Regions from separate parts of the Pan troglodytes genome. Here regions 2 and 3 are each linked to region 1. Evidence: chromatin contacts called from public HiChIP or PLAC-seq data. All regions are on one chromosome and are shown on one strand. The core of a region is the stretch at or near the end of the contact, and the rest is flanking DNA. Distances in the headings are between cores, read along the strand shown.

Region 1 (2,700 bases), core at 65-2,564:
TGCATAGTATGGTAATTAAAAGGTTGGGTTTTACAAACAGACTCAATAGTGCCAAGAAAAGGATGGGTGGGTTTTCGTTTTCCCATCTCCATCATATTCTCAATATTCCTCAAATAATAGCAATACTAAGATTAAAAATACACACGTAAATGGGAAGAAAAGCCTATGTAGACAATTTTGCTATAAAATAAAGGGCTTTAACACAAATATTATTTCTAGACTATTCCCTCCCCTTAATCCCTATCAGCCCTCTAACACATCTGAAGTTCCTAATGAATAGTAGCCCCCTGAAGCTGCTAGGTCAAACTGCCTGAACTTGAAGACGGGCCTTCCACTTATTAGTGATTGAGTTACTTAAAATAAGAATGGTAAAAACCTGCTTCATGAGGTGTACTCCTCACTTTATAACTTTCACCTGCTGCTATCTGTTCTATTTTAGGAATTTATCATTTTTTGAGGAAATTAAAAGAACAGAGATAAAATCCCTGTCATTTATAAAACTCACAGGATAAAAACAAAAAACCCCTCTGTCGTGGGTTCTTCTGTCCATATGTAACAATCTGTTTCATACCTGGATCTCATATATGAAAACCTAAATTATTGTATAAGATACACGAGAGTGGATTTATCAGACAAACGTGTATTTCACTAATGCAAGGAATTTAACCTATCAAAGACTTTCCCTATTTGCTGCAGAAAATTTTAGAAATGCAAGCAATAAAATCAAAATTTAAAAAAATCTTGTATTTGGCATGTCGAAGACCTTTTATACTTCTAAAAGTGCAGTTATTTGTAGTTAGTGATGAACCTCTCTACACATCTTAGCCCTATGTAATGTTGGGGGTAGAAAATTAGTTTAGAGATTTTGAGAAATCTTAGGCTAGTTGAAATACTTCAGAAACGTCAGGATGTTGAATTACCATCCCTCTGACTTAGACAGAGAAATACCAACACTCGGGAAGATTACCATCAGAAACAACTTGGAAAAGTTTAATTTTGTCACTGTTTTTAAAATTAGAAATAATGTAAATAAAGTACTGAAACAAAGTAGTCTCACAATAAATAGTAGCTATTCCTGTCACTTCTTGCAGTGGAGGCCCAATGTACATTGTATTCTCATATTTGTACTTCCTCCCAACATCTAGCGCATATTTGGCCAACATATAAACATTTATCGAAAGAATGAATGACATCAATGACAGGTTGGTAGCACTCCGCTGTCCGATGGCCCAGGTTAGACCGTGAGGCCACGAGGAAACTACGGATAAAACAGTATCCAATTTGCCTATACCGCCTGCTAAACTACAAGTCCCAGTACGCAAACTCCATGGTTTCAAGGCATACTGGGAGAAAGTCTCCGGCTCTTCATTGGCCACGTAGGAGAAGCTGTGGTTTGTGTAAAAGCGCGGGCTTTAACGCACGTACGCACGGAGACTGCGCAGATCTCCTCGTCTGAGTTCCGCGGAACTCATTTTGAGTGTAGGCGTTTTAGCAGGTAGGGTTTAAGAACAGTTTCATTTCCGGAGCCACCGGAAGCAGCTTGCAAATGGCGTCTCCCTCGCTGGAGCGGCCAGAAAAAGGGGCTGGAAAAAGTGAATATCGTAACCAGAAGCCGAAGCCGGAGAACCAAGGTGATGTTATGTGGGAACCGAAGCCTGGGGTTTGTGTACGTTGAGTTGCGATGTTTTTTTCTTTCGTTCCTCGTGGACTTATAAAACCACCTGGAGCCTGTACTGTGTAGTTGAGTACCTGAATAATCGCTGATAAGATTTTGGCTGGGCCCACAGGAACGGCTGGCCGATATGGTGCCACCCAGGTGTTCCTAATTCATTGCTTTTGCTAAAGGGTCCCCAAAGCGAAGCTGTTGCGGATTACGTCTTTTGTAAAAGGATGAGTATTAAGAAAATGCCTAGGGCGACGCAGAACCTTGTAGCCTGCGGGTGGCTGAAAGTCACTGACGGAATGAGGAATAGGGTGAGGTGGGAATAGGTAGTCATGATATACAGGAGTGGACCCTGATAATGGGGTGAGGTATGGGGAAAGGAGCTGTCCGACATGTCCTTAGCTCTAGTTTGTCAGTAAAGACATTTTGAAAGATTATCAATTCCTGTTTGTCAGATGCTAAAATATTAGACGACACAGCCCTTACTCTTTAGGTTGTGTTACCTTTTAATTGTTAACTCCTGCGTTGTAGTCTGGTTTTACCCGTTTTCTTCAGTGTGAATGATAGAGAAGTCATAAATAGCCTGGGGATCTGTTCAACCAGGCTTATAGGAAGTGTTAAAAACATTGAACTCTCAATTTAGATGCATTGGGAAAGTATTCAAAGTTTCTTTGTTGTTGCTCGTTAAATGATTATGTAACGTACATAGCAGAGGATACAACTTATATAGAGTTTAATAAAACCATGCGGGAAACTAGCATTCAGACTAAGTAAAATAGAGCATTACCATACCCCTCAAACCCTTACGTGCACCTCTCAGATCATATTCTCTTTTCCTGTATCAGACGTAACCACCCTGAATTGTGTTGCATTCTGTTCCTCTTCTTGTAGTCATGAAGTGGCTTAATTTAGCCTGTTTTTAAATTTTATATACATGAAAGTGGACCGTATGCATTTTTCTGTGTCTTCTTAGATTTAGCTTTTTGTTTTTCAAACAGGGTGATACTTGCAGGTGTAGTTTTAGTCTTTTCACTGTT
Region 2 (2,700 bases), core at 154-2,653, 520 kb before region 1:
TAGATAAAGAAGAGAGCCAAAGACAAAGACTTGGGGCATTCCAACATTAAAAGTTTGGAGAGAAGAGAAAGCACCTCATAGAGGAGACACTGGAGATGTAAAGGAAAACTGAGTGATGTCCATGAAGCCAAGTGATAAACTTTATCCAAGAGAAGAAAATGAACTGTCCAGTGCTGCTGATAGATAACTTTATATTGCCAGCTGTAAAATGTACTTTCAATTAGCCATTTCAAATTTGTTTACCAAAGCAATGATTTTGTTGGCTAGTTTTCTAAACTTCAGTAACTTTTCAGTGACTTGTAGGTTTTCATTGCATATACAGCTGAATTTTTTTTTTTTTTTAAACAGGGTCTTGCTGCCACCCAGGCTTGTATAGTGGTGCGATCCTAGCTCCTGCAACCTTGAACTTCTGGGCTCAAACAGTCCTCCACCTCAGCCTCCCAAGTAGCTGGGACTACATGGTGCATGCCACCACACCTAGCTAATTTTTTTTTTACATTTGTAGAGGGAGGCCTTGCCATGTAGCCCAGGTTGGTTTCAAACTCCTGGGCTCAAGGGATCCTCTCACCTCAGCCCCCTAGAGTGTTGGTATTACAGGTGTGAACCACCATGCCTGGCCCAAAAGTTGTTTTTTTTTTTTTTTTTAAGTTATTTTCTGTAATGCATTTTCTGTGAATTTATTGTCTTTAAAAATTGGCAAATATGGCCATTTTGACATATTTGCCAAATATGAGCATATGGCAACTATGCTTTTAATTTGTTAAGTCACCAACTGTTGGTGGTAACTGTTGAAATAACAAATTAAGAGCAAAGTTATCACCAATCTACGGGATCCTTACACTACTGATATTTTCTATAATGCACCGTAGTCAGACATTGTAGACTTAACCTCTGAGCTGCTCACAAAATTACTAAATCATTCTGAAATACGTAACTGCAAATTCTGGGCTTTAAAGTCTCTAGTTATAATTAAATGGGTGATTTTGAAAATTGGTGGCTGTTCAGACATTTTCAAATGAGAATAGAATGCATTTGTTTCAGACTGATAAACTGCAGAAGGTTAGATAACACCAAACACATTTGAGTTTCTCCTAAGAAAATGACTTGGGGCTCCAGATTACATCTCATTTTTTTTTTTTTTTTACCCTATCAAGTTTGTTTTTCCATATGAAATGTCTTTCCCAACTACACCTGCCCTTGGAGACTGTGAATAACAGACTTAAAGGAAGTATCCTCTCCAGATGAGCTGAAGAATGTCATCCTCTTACAAGAATGAACAGCTGGTCATGGAGAAATTCTCTGGAATGCTCACTTGTCCTACAAAGGCAGGGGAGCAGAAAACATGTAGTTTTTTTGTTGTTGGTATACATAATTGTAAATCTTTGAGATAATTTTACTAGAAGTCCACATAATTTTAATAATTGCCTTTCTCCTGAAAAGATTGCTAATAAATTAACAATGTGAAGGCTAGAAAGCTGGCCAAGCATAATCCGGTGGGACTCCGGATTGCTGGCTGGATTGTCCCGTTTGATCAGACATTGTTTCTTAGATGAATATTCAGGACGCCCTCGTGTATAAAAGTTGTCCTTTGTTCTGACTACCTTGGTATTAAGTTCGAATTTCTTACCATGACACACAAAGGATTCGATTCTTGCTTAGCTCTCTAAGCTCCTCTCACTTTCTCTTCCCCTCTTGAATTCTTTGCTCTTGCCACACAACTAGCAGATGAACTAATCTATCTGTTCCAACGTGGGCACAGTAGCAGCCCTAACTCTTACCTTGGCCCACTCTGACTTGTCCAGCCCTGGTTGAATTCTTCGTATCCCCGTGAGGGTCCGCACGTAGTTGGGGCTGTTTACTAAACGGATGAACTTCCCTACCGGGAGGCTAGGTCTCGGTTATGCCTTACTTCCCAGGAAGCGGCTTCTATAGGCATTGTTTAAATGTAGGAGTAGGAGGGAGCTGGGGGTATTGCATTCCCCAGGTCACAGATAAATGAGATTCCAAAACCAAGATCTGGCTAGGCCTTGGAAAGAGGGACCTGCGAGGCCGACCAGACGTTTGGAACTGCGCCTTGCAGTGTGGGATCTCAGCACCGGATATTACCCCGGTTTGTAGAGAGTTGAGTTACTGTTTTAAGAGACGTTGCACACCGTACGGGTCAAGAAGAAAGCCGAAGACGGGTTAGCGCCTGCGGTCGGGGTCGAGAAAAAGGCGAGATGCGACCTGACGTGGGTCCACCTCTCTCCACCCGTGGCAAGCCCGACAGTCGCACTATTGCTTTAACAATCGCCCTCTTTCCAAGAAGAGCTACTTAGTGACCGTGAGCGAATATGCGTGGGAAGACACGATGTCCTCTCGGCCTCTGTGCGCTCAGTTGTTTACCTAGGCGTCCGGGGGAGGCACACTCGCGGGACTCGCGGGACTCGGCCCCGGCCTCCTAGCTCGCCCAGGACACGACGCTGGTTCTGCGGGCTCTCGGAGCCCAGCGCGAATCCCCCGGGCTAATTCCCAAGAACCGAGAGGCAGCACTGCCTGGAGGCTGCCCCCGCCTCCGCGCCCCCGTCCTCACTTTCTGAGGCTGTTAGCAGAGAGTCCCGCGGGCCGGGGAGAAGCGGGACGCGGGGGATGGCCTCGCAGCGCCCTGTGAGCGTCGGCAGTAGTCAGGCAGCCAGGGCTCCTTGGGCGATCGCCCTGGGT
Region 3 (2,700 bases), core at 199-2,698, 850 kb before region 1:
GGATTACAAGCATGCACCACCATGCCCAGCTAATTTTTGTATTTTTAGTAGAGACGGGATTTTGCTATGTTGGCCATGCTGGTCTTGAACTCTCGGCCTCCTGTGATCTCCCACCTCGGCCTCCCAAAGTCCTGGAATTACAGCCATGAGCCACTGCGGCAGGCCCATTGTTTGTAAAGATGAGAAAAGCAGAGATCAAAGAGGTTACTTGGTGAATGCCACAGGTAAGGAAATGACAGAGCAAACCCAGGTCTGAATCCAAAGCCCATACTCTCAAGTGCCTGTGTTTTAGGCCAGGCAAGGTGGCTCATGCCTGTAATCCTAAAACTTTGGAAGGCCAAGTTGGGAGGATCACTTGAGGCCAGGAATTCAAGATCAGCCTGGGCAACACAGGGAGACCCTGTCTCTACTAAAAGAGAAAATAACCAGGCGTAGTGAGGCACAAAGCGACTTGAAGGCTAAGACAGGAGGATCACGAGCTCAGGAATGCGGAGCTGCAGTAAGCTATGATCTCTCCACTGCACTCCAGCCTGGGCGGCAGAGTGAAACTTCATCTCTTAAAAAAGAAAAAAATGTTAGACAGTATTTTCTGTCTTTGGGTTATATACAATAATCCTTGGCCATGTGTTTTAAAGCATACTGTTGATCACCGACGTGATTAATGGATTTAAATCTGTACAGCGGCTCATGCCTGTAATCCCAACACTCTGAAAGGCCGTGGCAGGTGGATCATTCAGGTCATGAGTTCGAGACCAGCCTGGTCAACATGGTGACATCCCCATCTCTACTAAAAATACAAATATTGGCGGGGCACAGTGGCGTATGCCTGTAATCCCAGCTACTTGAGAGGCTGAGGCACGGGAATCGCTTGAGCCCGGGAGGCGGAGGTTGCAGTCAGCCGAGATTGTGCCACTGCACTCCAGCCTGGGCGACAGAGCGAGAGTCCATCTCAAAAAATAAATAGAGACTTCGCATCATTTCTGCTTAATATATTTGTGGTGTCTAGAGTTTTATTGTGATACCTGAGTCTAGGAAATGTGGTAAAGCCTCTGCAGCAGACCTAAAGCCTGCAATTCATGGCTGTGGCCAGGCTCTCCTCACCTGTCCTGCATCTACAAATTATTTCCGTTATGGTAAGGAGAGCAACTCGTGGAGAATGTGGACAGGAACATGCGTGAATCCAAGGCAGAGGTTTTGCCCCGGAAAAAGCAGCTTCTGGCAGGGGATGAAAGCCAGCAGAGTTCCAACCGGGGTGCCCTCTCCTTCACGCAGGCCCCACTACCGTGTTGACTTAGGAAGAAAGTTTCTCGGGAGACTAAGGGATTTGGGGGCAGCGGACGCCACTGGAGGGAGATGAATTCACCTAGGGAGCCGGGGAGGGGCTTAGGGTTGCCTCTCCAGGCACAGCTGCTGGAAATCCTAGTCTGTTTTTTCTGTCTTCGCGTACAACGGGCCAGCTCACCCCACCTGGCAAAGCTGCAGGGCTTTTCCACCAAGCGGACAGAAGGGCAGCCCTCTCGCCCAACCAAGAAGCCGTGCTACCCCGGCTTCGGCTCCTGGCTTCCGGGTTTTCTCCCCGCCTATTCCGTTTCCGGCTGTTCCCACCCCTGTTTTCGGTCGTCCCGGGTGTTCTGCAAGCTGGTCAAAAAGGGGAAGCGGCCCAGATATGTTAAGTTCTATGGCCGCTGCAGGGTCTGTGAAGGCGGCGTTGCAGGTGGCCGAGGTGCTGGAAGCCATCGTGAGCTGCTGCGTGGGGCCCGAGGGACGGCAAGTTTTGTGTACGAAGCCCACTGGCGAGGTGCTTCTCAGCCGGAATGGAGGCCGCCTCCTGGAGGCGCTACACTTAGAGCATCCCATAGCCAGGTACCCGCGTCCCACACGCTAACCCGTAGCCGGGCACCCCAGGCAGCCTCTGTGGAGCTCTTGTCCCATCCTGAGGCGATGCGTACTTAGAAAGACTGACCTCGGGTGAAACCGCTGTATGCTCGGAATTAGAGCCCTGCCCAAGGGAACACTCCTGCACCCCAAATCTTACCAATTCCCAAGACCACTTCTCCCCACTCCACCCAACGGTGGAATCTTGGAATAGAGCAGAGTTTTTTCCAAGAAAGGAAAAAACTAAGGATGTGTCAAAGGAACAATATTCTCATTTTATGCTTATGGCTGTGTAAACATGGTTTTAAGATGTGGGAAGCCAGCCTTCTGAAAATGAGTTGCTTTATTTCTTTTTTGTACAGGATGATAGTGGACTGTGTTTCCAGTCATCTCAAAAAAACAGGAGATGGTGCAAAAACATTTATTATCTTTCTTTGCCATTTGCTTAGAGGACTTCATGCAATCACAGACAGAGAAAAGGATCCTTTGATGTGTGAAAACATTCAAACCCAGGGAAGGCATTGGAAAAATTGTTCTCGGTGGAAATTTATTTCCCAGGCTCTCCTAACGTTTCAGACACAAATATTAGACGGTATTATGGACCAGTACCTAAGTAGACACTTTTTGTCTATCTTTTCGTCTGCTAAAGAGAGAACATTGTGTAGGAGCTCTTTAGAGTTGCTCTTAGAAGCATACTTTTGTGGAAGAGTGGGAAGAAATAATCATAAATTTATTTCACAGTTGATGTGTGACTACTTTTTCAAGTGTATGACTTGTAAAAGTGGGATTGGTGTATTTGAGTTAGTGGATGACCATTTTGTAGAG

The links. HiChIP or PLAC-seq counts read pairs in DNA pulled down with a chosen protein or histone mark.
Region 2: an H3K4me3 HiChIP or PLAC-seq map of stem cell-derived excitatory neurons shows a contact between it and region 1, with 14 times the contacts expected there. The contact joins the promoter of PHLDA1 here to the promoter of KRR1 in region 1. A contact is called at or near these places in 2 of 7 Hi-C or Micro-C datasets (induced pluripotent stem cells and stem cell-derived neural progenitor cells) and 1 of 1 datasets of contacts at active chromatin or transcription factors (stem cell-derived excitatory neurons).
Region 3: an H3K4me3 HiChIP or PLAC-seq map of stem cell-derived excitatory neurons shows a contact between it and region 1, with 16 times the contacts expected there. The contact joins the promoter of BBS10 here to the promoter of KRR1 in region 1. A contact is called at or near these places in 2 of 7 Hi-C or Micro-C datasets (blood and stem cell-derived neural progenitor cells) and 1 of 1 datasets of contacts at active chromatin or transcription factors (stem cell-derived excitatory neurons).

The regions. Positions count from the first base shown.
Region 1 is chr10:82,278,884-82,281,583 of NHGRI_mPanTro3-v2.0_pri, reverse strand. It overlaps KRR1 (KRR1 small subunit processome component homolog), which reads left to right and starts at 1,314. Exons shown (of 10, transcript XM_003952244.6): 1 at 1,314-1,631. The coding sequence starts at 1,547.
Region 2 is chr10:82,796,324-82,799,023 of NHGRI_mPanTro3-v2.0_pri, reverse strand. PHLDA1 (pleckstrin homology like domain family A member 1) reads left to right here and starts at 1,403. Exons shown (of 2, transcript XM_001161528.7): 1 at 1,403-2,700.
Region 3 is chr10:83,125,250-83,127,949 of NHGRI_mPanTro3-v2.0_pri, reverse strand. BBS10 (Bardet-Biedl syndrome 10) reads left to right here and starts at 1,448. Exons shown (of 2, transcript XM_001161619.7): 1 at 1,448-1,863; 2 at 2,238-2,700. The coding sequence starts at 1,667.